Regions from separate parts of the Sus scrofa genome. Here all the other regions are linked to region 2. A link is a contact called in public Hi-C and HiChIP or PLAC-seq data. All regions are on one chromosome and are shown on one strand. The core of a region is the stretch at or near the end of the contact, and the rest is flanking DNA. Distances in the headings are between cores, read along the strand shown. Region 1 has its middle 23 kb from the start of TCF12. Region 2 holds the start of ZNF280D (zinc finger protein 280D). Region 3 holds the start of TCF12 (transcription factor 12).

Region 1 (3,528 bases), core at 1,002-3,501, 140 kb after region 2:
GGGACCACTCTGAGAGTCTAGAACAAGAGCAAGGTCTTAGGTAGGTTCATAGCTGGGGGACCAAATCCTGGAATGGAGCTGGATTATCTCTTCGTTTAACTAGTGAAGACGTAATATGAAGGAAGATTTAAAAATTTAGAAGTGAGGAATGAGAGTAGATACAAAAACATTTTGAAGTAGAGAAAAAAAAAATGAAAGAAACTTTTGAGACCTAAGCCACAACCACTTTTCCTAATTTTTTTCTGGAAAATGTTGATGTTGTTTGGATTATACCCTCTTGCATACTTGAGGGAGGTGATTTCTCTTCCCAGCATGTGGGGTAGATTATGTGTGGCACAGTTATTTCTACGATTAATTTAGGATGTGTGTTTGACACAGGTCTGCCCATTGGGACTCAGTTCTACTAGAGGCCTCTAGGGAGGGTTAATCTTCTTTTATTCTAAAAGAGACACAAAGACAGAGAGATGGAAAGAGGTGGGAACCAACAACCCACCAATTTGATGGTTGCCCTTGACTGCACTTAATGCCAAGAAATGCTGAAGCTATGATGCTGCCTTGAAGGGAGATGGCAGGAGAGATAGTCTGAGGATGCCAGAGCAGAAAGAAGAAATCTACTTGGGTCCTTAGAGACATCCTCAGAGACATTCAATTATCAACTACCTTATTTGATGGGCTAATAAATTCCATATTTTTCAAGCCACCTCTAGTCTGGTTTTCTGTTTTGTTGATAGCTTGATTTTTCTAGTAAAGGTGAGAGCATGTGTTATGAATGTGAAATGTGGGATTTGAAAAGTCTGAAATAGTTATTTTAGCTTTTATTCATAGCGTTGATCTTTTTTTACCCTTCCCCATCCTGTCCCCAACCCTACTGGACAGGAAGGGCCAGGAGATACAGAACTGGATGCAAAAGGTCCTCTCCCTTCTCACGACTTAGTCTTTGTTTCCGGCTCAAGCTCACTGGATTAGACTCCTTCCCTGAGGACACGTTCTATCCTAGGAACCTCCTCAGTCACTAGGGTCAATAGGCTTCTGGAACTTTGTCCCAGCAGTTCCGCAGACACACCCATACTTGTCTGAACCCCAAGCCACAGCTTAGGCTCAAGTGGGGAGCTACAACCAGAGCACCATTCTGTATCAGTATCTAGCAATGCCTTGTGGCCCTTGAACAGACACAGACAAGCAAATGAAAATGGTCAAGGCTTGGTGACGGGAATTGGTGAGGGCATGGGCTAAGGTCTCAAACTCAGGAATTAGTGTGGATTTACAACACAAACTGATCCTTGAACAATATGGGGTGGAACTTTACCGGTCCACTTATACATGGATTTTTTTTCCAATAAATATAATTCTCATGAAGATCAGACAGCAGGAAGCTTAGAAGTCCGCATCTACACAGTTAGTGTCAATATATGTGTATTACATTTAACTTAAATGACCAGGCTGTTGGGTGACGGTGAAATGGCTTCCTTTTACAGGGTCTTCTGTTCAGTGTCTTTCAGCCATCACCACCACTTTTCCTCAAAAACAAAACCTTCCATATTTTCACCTCAGTTTTCTAAGTTTATTTTTATGATATACTTTGAAATTGGGATCATTAAGAACGGTTTTAACTTACCAGAAAGAAACGAAGACACAAAGAGATGATCTGACTTGGCCACAGTCCCAGAGGGCATCCATTGCAGAGCTAGGATGGTCTCTAAGTCCCTGGGGGCTTCCAAGTCATTGTTCTGATGTCCATGTATGTAATTGTTTTGACAGCAATTTCCCTGGTTCTCTCTCACTAGCCTGCTAATCACGCATGTCAATCACATTCAAGAACGCCATGGGCCTAAGGGTCAGCCACAGTCTCAGGAGGACGTGATTCAAAAGAGAAAACAAGGCACAATAGAGCACTTTCTCCTTCAAGCGGGCATGTCAGATGTGGCCTCATAAGCCTGGCACTGTGTGCAGGAGAGAATGTTGTCGGGTTTTCCCCCCCAGACGGAGAATGGCGGTATCATGTGTTCTGACCGCAGCCAAAAACCAAGTGAACTTAATCCACCAGTTTAAGTTCCTCTGACCAGAGAACACTCAAGGAGATGGGAAGAGTTCTCCACCCATTCTCTCAAGAGTTGGGCGGGGGGGAGGTCCTCTTTCCTCCTCAATGACACTCTCCGTGGCTTCACTTCAGTCTGTGAAGCGAGCCTGACGGCGGCGGAACCTTAGTGTAAACCTTTACACAGATGCTAATTACCCTTCTCCAACAGACCACTGGGTTTCCTTCCTTCCTCATTTCACTTTCACTTTGGAAAGCAGCATCAAGGCCCCCAAACGACCGGGTCCAGGTCCAGACCAGGAGATGGCCCCGAGGAGCAGCGCGTGCCGCCGAAAGGGCGGGGCGGGAAGGGGAGCGTGCGCGGGACTGAGGATGTTCGTGTGAGGCGTGGATTCTGGAATGTGCGTGTGCGCCGCCCCCCAGCACCGCCCGCGCGGCGCCGATTGGCCGGGGGCGCGCGGCGGGGGAAACCCTTGGCTAATCTCCTGCCACTCAGCCGGGTCGACGTCGGCGCGGGGCCGCAGCGCCCCGCGCGGAAGGACAAATAGTCCCGGCGGCGGTGCTGCGCTCCTCTCCAAGGTTCTGCTTGCCCCGCCCGGGGCTGCGGGGCCCAAAGGCCCGGGCGGCGGGGGAGGGGCGGCTTCTGCGGCTCTTCGACCCCCCACCCCCACCTCTTGGCGACCCGGCTGGTGGATTGTGCTCCCTGGGGAAAGTAATTGGATTCCGGGCTCTCTCCAGCCGCGATCAGCGGAAATCAGAGGCTGAGCCTGAAGTGGGAGGGGCGGGTGGGACCAGTGGCCGGGGAGGAAAACTTGGTGGAAGCACCACCGTCCCCTGAAGCGTTGACGTGCAGGCCGCGGTAGAAAGCTGGGTGGTAACGAAGGATCAGTGGAAACCGCCCCCGGTGCCCTTTGCCGCTTAGTGTGTGACTCCTGCCCCCTCAAGTTGTCATCATTCTGAAATCCACCTGGGAAGAGAAATACCTTGGAACCTTTGAGACTTTGAAACACCACTACTTCGTTTTTCTCTCAGGGCTCTACTCGGAGCTGAGGTGGTCAAAAAACCCAGTCCAGTCTGGAATTGGACATGTATCTTCTTAACGGGGTAACTCAGGAGAAAGTAGCATTCTTACCAGAATCATCTGGGAAAATATCTCAACTCCTTGCTTTAGCAGTAGCAAACCTCCCTAATTCCCTGCCCTTTTGGAGGTGGAGCAAAAGTGGGAGCTTAAAGCAGAGTTTTTGACTGAGATAATAGGAATATTCTAGGAATTTAAGAGACTGGCTCAGCCCTCTTATGATTTTTTTGTCCCATTTACTGTATTTCATTCATTCATCATCAAACAAGCATTCATCGGGGACTTTCTATATGCCAGGTTCTGTTGTACTTAGTAGGGATATATCAGTGAATAAAACAATATCTGCACTTATGGAATCTCGTTGCAGTTCATCCAGTGGGGTAATACATTTACAAATAGATATACAATATAATAT
Region 2 (3,144 bases), core at 210-2,709:
AAATCAGTCCTATCAACACACACAACACTGCGCAAGTGGTAAGGAGTTAGCAGTGACTAATACAAATGCAAGATAAAATTATAATAGTATTTGTACCGATGCTTTAAAAACATCGAGAGCACACAGGCCCAACTTAATTCGCTCAGCAAACCTGCGCCTTGGTGACAGGCACAATAAGTTTCTGCTTAGGTACAGCTTGAGTTGACACGGTAATGACCCAATGCAGGACATCTCACAAATGCGGAGAGATAGATAGCTTTTGTGCTTTAAATCTCTCCTCTTAGGTTTCAATTTTATGTTTAATGCCGATAGAGAACGTCAAATTCTCAATACACAGTTCAAACCTGAAAACAATGAATAAATAAGGTTTAAGTTCACAGGTTTGGTTTTTTTAAAAAAAAAAAAAAAAACACCTCATTGCAAACAAAGAGAAACCCTTTGGACGAAGGTCTCCCGTGCTTGCAGAAGCGGCTTCACTTTGACGTTTCTCCTCTCTAGCTGATTTCTCCATAAAGGCGTTAACACTTGAGATAAGTTGGGAGGAACTCCTTCCACCTCTAAAAGCAGGATAAAACCTCAGAGTGAGCTCATTCTTTCCGTCTCACCAAGGGAAATCTGCAAGCTCAGTTAGGAAATTGTGTATCCAAGTCCACTGCGCTCCTCAGGGCCCCTTTCCCGCAGACAATAACGGGACGTCTAGGGCAGAGCGGGGAAGTCCTTTCACAGGAAAGAGGATGTGAGCGGGGAATGACTGGTCACCTGGGCCGAGGAACCTAGGCCCTAAGGTCCCCGAGGCCTCCAAGTTATGCAGCCCCTTTGGTCTCTGCCTCTGACTGAAGAGACTCGGGGGAGCGCTGGAAGGAGAGGAGCGTAAGTCCCCGCCAAACATCAGCACAAAACGTAAGAAAGACCAGTGGAGTAGCCTCCGAAGAGGAAAGCCCAAACCAGACCAGGGGCAAACAGGTCCTGGGAGGCGAGGCGGGGAGGAGGCGGCGGCGGCGGCCTGCGCGGCCCCGGCCTGCGGCCCCGAGCCGGCTGCCGCGTCGCGGCGGGATCCCTCCCCCGCCGGGGCCAGCGCAAGATGGCGGTCCGGCCACCGCCGCGCAGCCGGTCTCTTCCCCCGCGCCCTGGGCGCTCTCGGCGACCCGCGCCGGCCTCGACACCCCCAGCCCGGCGCCCCCGGAGTGGGGCCGCGCAGGCCGCGCGGGAGGGCCTCTGCCTGCTGCAGCGCGGGGCGGGCGAGGGCGGGCGGGGGCGGGGGGCGCTTACCGTGAGCGGAGCGGATCGGCCTGACTGGGGCCCTGAGGAGGAGGAGAAAGAGGAGGAGGAAAAGGAGGAGCACGAAAAACTACACAGCAGCGACGGCGGCGGCTCCCATTGCGGAGCAGGCAGCCGAGCTGTGGGCAGGGGGGGAGCTCTCGTGGAGCCGGCGCGCTGCCTCATGGGTAGGCTCCGGGTCAGCCTCCGCGCGTCCGGGCTCCCTTTATTCTTGCAGATGCGGGAGGCGGACGTGGGCATGTGCGTCGCGTCGCGGGCCCTCGAAGGCCACGGAGCACTACCACGCTCCTGCAGAGGCCCAGGGCCAGGGCCAGGGCCCCAGGCACAGCTCCGAAGCCTGGGCCGCGTCGAATCTAAAGATATGGAAACGCGAGTTCTGGGGGCTCCCCATGTGTAACAGCTAGTTCTCCGCAGGCTTGGAAAGTAAGAAGGTTTAGAAAGAGAGGCGCCATTAAAAAGAAATTCTGTGCCTCAGCGGCGAAGACCACGCAACAGACGAGAAAAAGAAATGGAGACGGCTCTTCTAATAATTGGCTAATTTTGCCAAATTTGTATTATACATGCGAGTTTGCTTGTCTCCTTTAGTTCCTAACAGCCTTTAACAACTTTACAAAAAAAAAAAAAAGATACCTGTAATAACTTTACTAAATATATATATGTGCATTTACAAGAACACGTGCTAAAATACTGCTTGCATAAATACTTGCTAATGTATTGTACTGTATGTAATACTCTAATGGATATAGGTTCTGATATGTACGGAAAGTTTCCTTTCTCAGTTGCCCTCACAGGATGGATGGCAGTAGTGGTCACGGTCTCAAGAGTGACCTGGATTTGAAATCTTGTCTCATTAGCGCTGCTTAATGTACACCAGCCACTGCATTAACCGTTCAGTTACTGGAGCATACTAATTCTTCCTGCCTATTTGAATTAGTTTCATCTTTCTCAACCAGAGTGTCCCCAGCTCTTCTCTGGCAGTTATCATTACAGTTGTTTCTTTATTAATTACCATTCCCAGATCAGTCTTCCTCAAAGACCACTTAAATTAGTCCTAAAAACCTGGAATGGCTACAGATGACCAGGACCTACTCTTCTCCCAAATGGCCCATCTTTCCTTTTCTTCTTGGCACTGGAAATAAACTTCATAGGAAAAGATAGAATAATCAAAATAAAACTAATGGAAAACTAAAAGTTCAAAAATCTTAGAACATTCTTAAGTCATATTTCAGATGTTTCAAATATAGTTCCTAATGATTTGCAAAATATGTTACAAAATGAGGATGAATTTAGGATTTCACACTGTTTTCTACAGTCTGGTCCTCAGTTTGCAGAGACAGAAACTTAATGTTGTTAGCCCCCAGAGCCAATTTGAATCCAGTGGGATGATTCATGCCAACCAAACTTAACTAGACACTGATGTATAAACCAGTTTATCTCCTTTTTTTTCTTTCCCCATGAAAATCATAACTGCTACGGAGACAAGAAAACTGTGTACACATTTTCACTCAAAAGAAACATTTACATGAGAAGCCAAATTTTCAAAGATGTCTGGTGAGTATGAAATCAACACACAAAAAGTAAATTGGATGGTTTTTACTTGACTCCTCAATCCTCATACTCCTTCCTTGGCTTCTAGAACACAGCTGTCTTGGTTCTCTTGACATACTGTCCACACCTTCCCATCACTTTTTAGTGCTTCTCTTCCTCTGACTTTTTATATTTCCTACTCTTTGACATTCTCTATATGCTAAGTATCTTCACAGTACTGATTCTCCTAGAGTGAGATCATCTGCTACTCTGACTGTAATGGATATAGGTGATTTCGCAGCTTCTATTCCACAACTCTATTGTGTTCATCAAAATTTG
Region 3 (3,132 bases), core at 310-2,809, 160 kb after region 2:
CTTTATTTTAACCTGGCTGGACCTGGTGGTTGGAAGATGGCTTTCTTGATTTTTGTTTTTCCATACAATATGCTGGTGATATTCCTTCACATTTTTTGGTTGTTTTTGCTCCTGGATTTCTTGAGTACATACAGAAGAAGGAGGTTGCTCTGAAGCGCTCTTGCAACATAAAGCCAACAATCAAAAACTTTCCCTAAAGCTTCAGCACTGGCCCAAATTGTGTCAAGTACATTGCCAACCAACAACTGCAGCAGGGAATGGGACTATGCTGATTTATTTAGGTTGGAGTTTTCCTAATTTACTTCTGCTGGCACCACATTCTCCAGTAAGCAGCCAGGCCATGGATGTGACACCAAGAAGGGGGCTGGGTGTTTACCTAGATAAGGGGGAGTGGATACAGGGGAGCCTAGCACCGGATCTGGCACAAGATACCGGGAGTAGATGTTGACAACGTCATGGAAACCCTTATCCCCAAGCTACAACTGCCTTCTTCCGCTGGATAACTCGGGTTGTAATAAAGCACAGAACTTGCATATTCGCAGTTGGATCTAGCTCCTTGTTTCTATGCACATCTGAGCTCCGATAACTCCTTCTTGCCAGGTTGTTGTCCTTAAAGGACTGACTGCATCCTTCAATTTGTTTCTTTTGATTTGTCTTCTTTCCTCACAGTGTTTCTTTGGCTTGGGTCTCACTGGTTTTCACTGTAGTTGCTGAGTCGGAGAAAACCTTTGATATCCTGATAGGAAGAAATTGAGGTTTAGTTGTCTTCTTTCCTCCGTTTGGGGCTTCTTCAGGTCAAATTCAGAACTTGCAAGGCAGTGGCTATGGTATAGAAACTCCCTGGGCCGTTAAATGAAGGGACTGATCCCATCCATTTCCGAGACCACATCCTGCTGTGCAACTCGGTGGCCTCAAATGGGATTCAGATGGCAAGAGGTGATTGTAGACGTGAGGACCTGAGTGAGTGTAATGTTTGGGAACCTGAAGGCCACGTTGCTTGGCGTGGTTTGAGGGAGATTTCGCCTCTTCTGCATTCCGCTCAGCAACGAATTTGACCACCGTACCTGCTCCAAGAGCCGATCGAGGTGGCCGGTCTCCCTTCTTCAAGCATGCCTCTTCCGCTCGAGTACTCAGCAGCCTCCCGGGGCCTGAGGCTCCAGGCCAGGCCGAGCGCGGCGTCCGGCGTCCAGCGCGGCTCGCTCGGGAACTGCAACATCTCAGGGCTCTGCGGCCTCGGGCTAGGTGGCCTGGGCAGCGGATCCAGATGCGACTGCTGTTGCGTCTCCGCCGCTTCGCTTCGGGGCGGGAAGCAGGAGCAGGACAAGCCGGGGGAGGCGCCACAGTGCCCGAAGCCCGTCTCCACGGGCCCAGACCAGGCATTCTCCACAGGCTGCCCGGCCCTGCCTCGCGGGGTGCCTGCGCTTACCTCCGGCCCCTCCCCGCCGGCGCCAGCTCCGACTCCGGCCCGCCTCACCCCACCGCGGGCTTTGTCCACAGGCTGCGCGGCGGCCCCTCCCCGTTCCCGCCGGCTCCTCCCCGCCCCCTCGCTGGCCCCACTTCCTCGGCGCAGGCGGCGGGAGCGGATCGGGGACGAAGGGGTTAACCCGGGGCTCTTCCCGGCGCGGAGGGATCCGAAGCCGAGCCGAGCGTGGTGCTGAGGCCGCCTCAGCGAAAAAAATGTCCGCCTGAGGAGACCCACAAGTTCTATTCGGGGGGACCGTCAGCCCGCCCCGGTAGGAAGGGGCGGCCAGGCCCGAGAGCCGCCTCCCCCGCCCGGATCCGAGAGCTTGCGCGGGGCAAAGTGAGCCGAATCGCCGGGCGGTGCGAGGGGAAGCCCGAGCCCGCACTCCTGGCCAAAGTGAACTTTAATCGGGGTGGTTGGATGCGGAGACGGGGCGGCAGGTAATTACGGGCCGGCGAACGGGAGGGGGACGCCGTGGCGGGGATGGGGGCTGCGGGGCGCCGCCGCGTCCCTGCCAGAGCGGAGGCGCCCCCGGCCCGCGCCGCAACTCCGCGCCCCTTTGTACAGAGGCGAGCCCCGGGTCCTCTGCAAGTTGGGGAGTGGAGTGGGGGCGGAGGCGAGAGTCGCGGACGGCCAGGCCCGCGGGCGGCGCGCTCGGCCTGCGCGCCCCGCTCGGCTGGGCTCCGGGGCGCGCGCAAGAGCGGGCTCTTCGGCTGCCGAGCCAGGCTCATTGTTAGGCAGGTCCGGGGCCGGCCGGCCGCGGGCAGGGCAGCAAAAGTGGGAGGAGGCCGAGCCGGGGGAGGAGGACGCCGGCCGAGAGCGAGACTAGTTGTCGGTGTTTCTGTTTTCTTTTTAAAAACGCTCCTCCGATGCGCCGGGGGTGCTTTCCGACCCCCTGGGCCCGCCGGGGACGTCCGGGCGGCGGCGGCCGCAAACGCGGGCCTTCGAGCGGCGCATTCCGTGCAACTTGTCAGTTCTATTGTTGCGGATCCAGTGAGTCACTTCGCTGCTCCCCTCGCCGCCGCTCGGCTCGCTGGATGCCCATTCGCCCCTCACCCCGCCCCTCGAGACCCCCGCCCCGGCCAGGCCCCGCGCGCCCGGCACCCGGCGGTGGAGCGGGGTGGGGGGCGCCGGGGAGGGGGCAGGGACGGGCTTGGAAACTTGCGGGAGAGGCGGCGAGTTGCGGGAACCGCAGCGTCGCTCCCGGGCCGCGCCAGGAAACGCGTGGAATCACGGACCGGGCGCGGACGCCGGGCTCTTCTGCCCCCTGCTCTTACAGTGGTGGGGAATGAGAAGGGTATTAGCCCGGTGCTTTTCTTCTTCTCCTACGCCCCTGTCCATCCCCGTAAACACTTTGGGCCTCGGTGCTCTCTTGCTGAGCCTTTTTCCTCTGCCTTAGGACCTACTAGAAGTGGCCCAAGATGAATCCCCAACAGCAGCGCATGGCCGCTATAGGGACCGACAAGGAGCTGAGCGACCTGCTGGACTTCAGTGCGGTATGAGAGCTTTCCGTGGCATCTTGGGGTTCTGCTGAGGTTTACAGAAAAAGAAAGGGGGGGAGAGCGGCTAGGCAGCATTAACTCCATCTGCTTTGAGCAGTAGTTCTCAGGGCTGGAGTCCAGCTCCCCCAAGTTGGACACCTGAACTTTGATGTAATGTCTAGACTTGCA

Evidence for each region. A called contact is a pair of places that touch in the nucleus more often than the background predicts. HiChIP or PLAC-seq counts read pairs in DNA pulled down with a chosen protein or histone mark.
Region 1: a contact with region 2 is called in an H3K27ac HiChIP or PLAC-seq map of alveolar macrophages. The contact joins the enhancer-like site here to the promoter of ZNF280D in region 2. A contact is called at or near these places in 4 of 47 Hi-C or Micro-C datasets (embryonic fibroblasts, fetal heart ventricle, psoas muscle and 1 more) and 2 of 2 datasets of contacts at active chromatin or transcription factors (alveolar macrophages and skeletal muscle).
Region 3: a contact with region 2 is called in a Hi-C map of skeletal muscle, with 7 times the contacts expected there. The contact joins the promoter of TCF12 here to the promoter of ZNF280D in region 2. A contact is called at or near these places in 7 of 47 Hi-C or Micro-C datasets (embryonic fibroblasts, fetal heart ventricle, heart right ventricle and 3 more) and 1 of 2 datasets of contacts at active chromatin or transcription factors (alveolar macrophages).

The regions. Positions count from the first base shown.
Region 1 is chr1:115,077,549-115,081,076 of Sscrofa11.1, reverse strand. No RefSeq gene overlaps it. Among named protein-coding and RNA genes, the nearest start is that of TCF12, 23 kb to the right of the region's middle. Within about 2 kb of position 2,251, at least 78 of the 83 cell types and tissues checked have an H3K27ac peak or open chromatin away from gene starts, as enhancers often do. A contact at or near this core is called in alveolar macrophages, embryonic fibroblasts and skeletal muscle, where this site is marked.
Region 2 is chr1:115,218,333-115,221,476 of Sscrofa11.1, reverse strand. ZNF280D (zinc finger protein 280D) reads right to left here and starts at 1,459. Exons shown (of 21, transcript XR_002344724.1): 1 at 1,270-1,459.
Region 3 is chr1:115,054,790-115,057,921 of Sscrofa11.1, reverse strand. TCF12 (transcription factor 12) reads left to right here and starts at 1,559. Exons shown (of 21, transcript XM_021094696.1): 1 at 1,559-1,902; 2 at 2,862-2,958. The coding sequence starts at 2,884.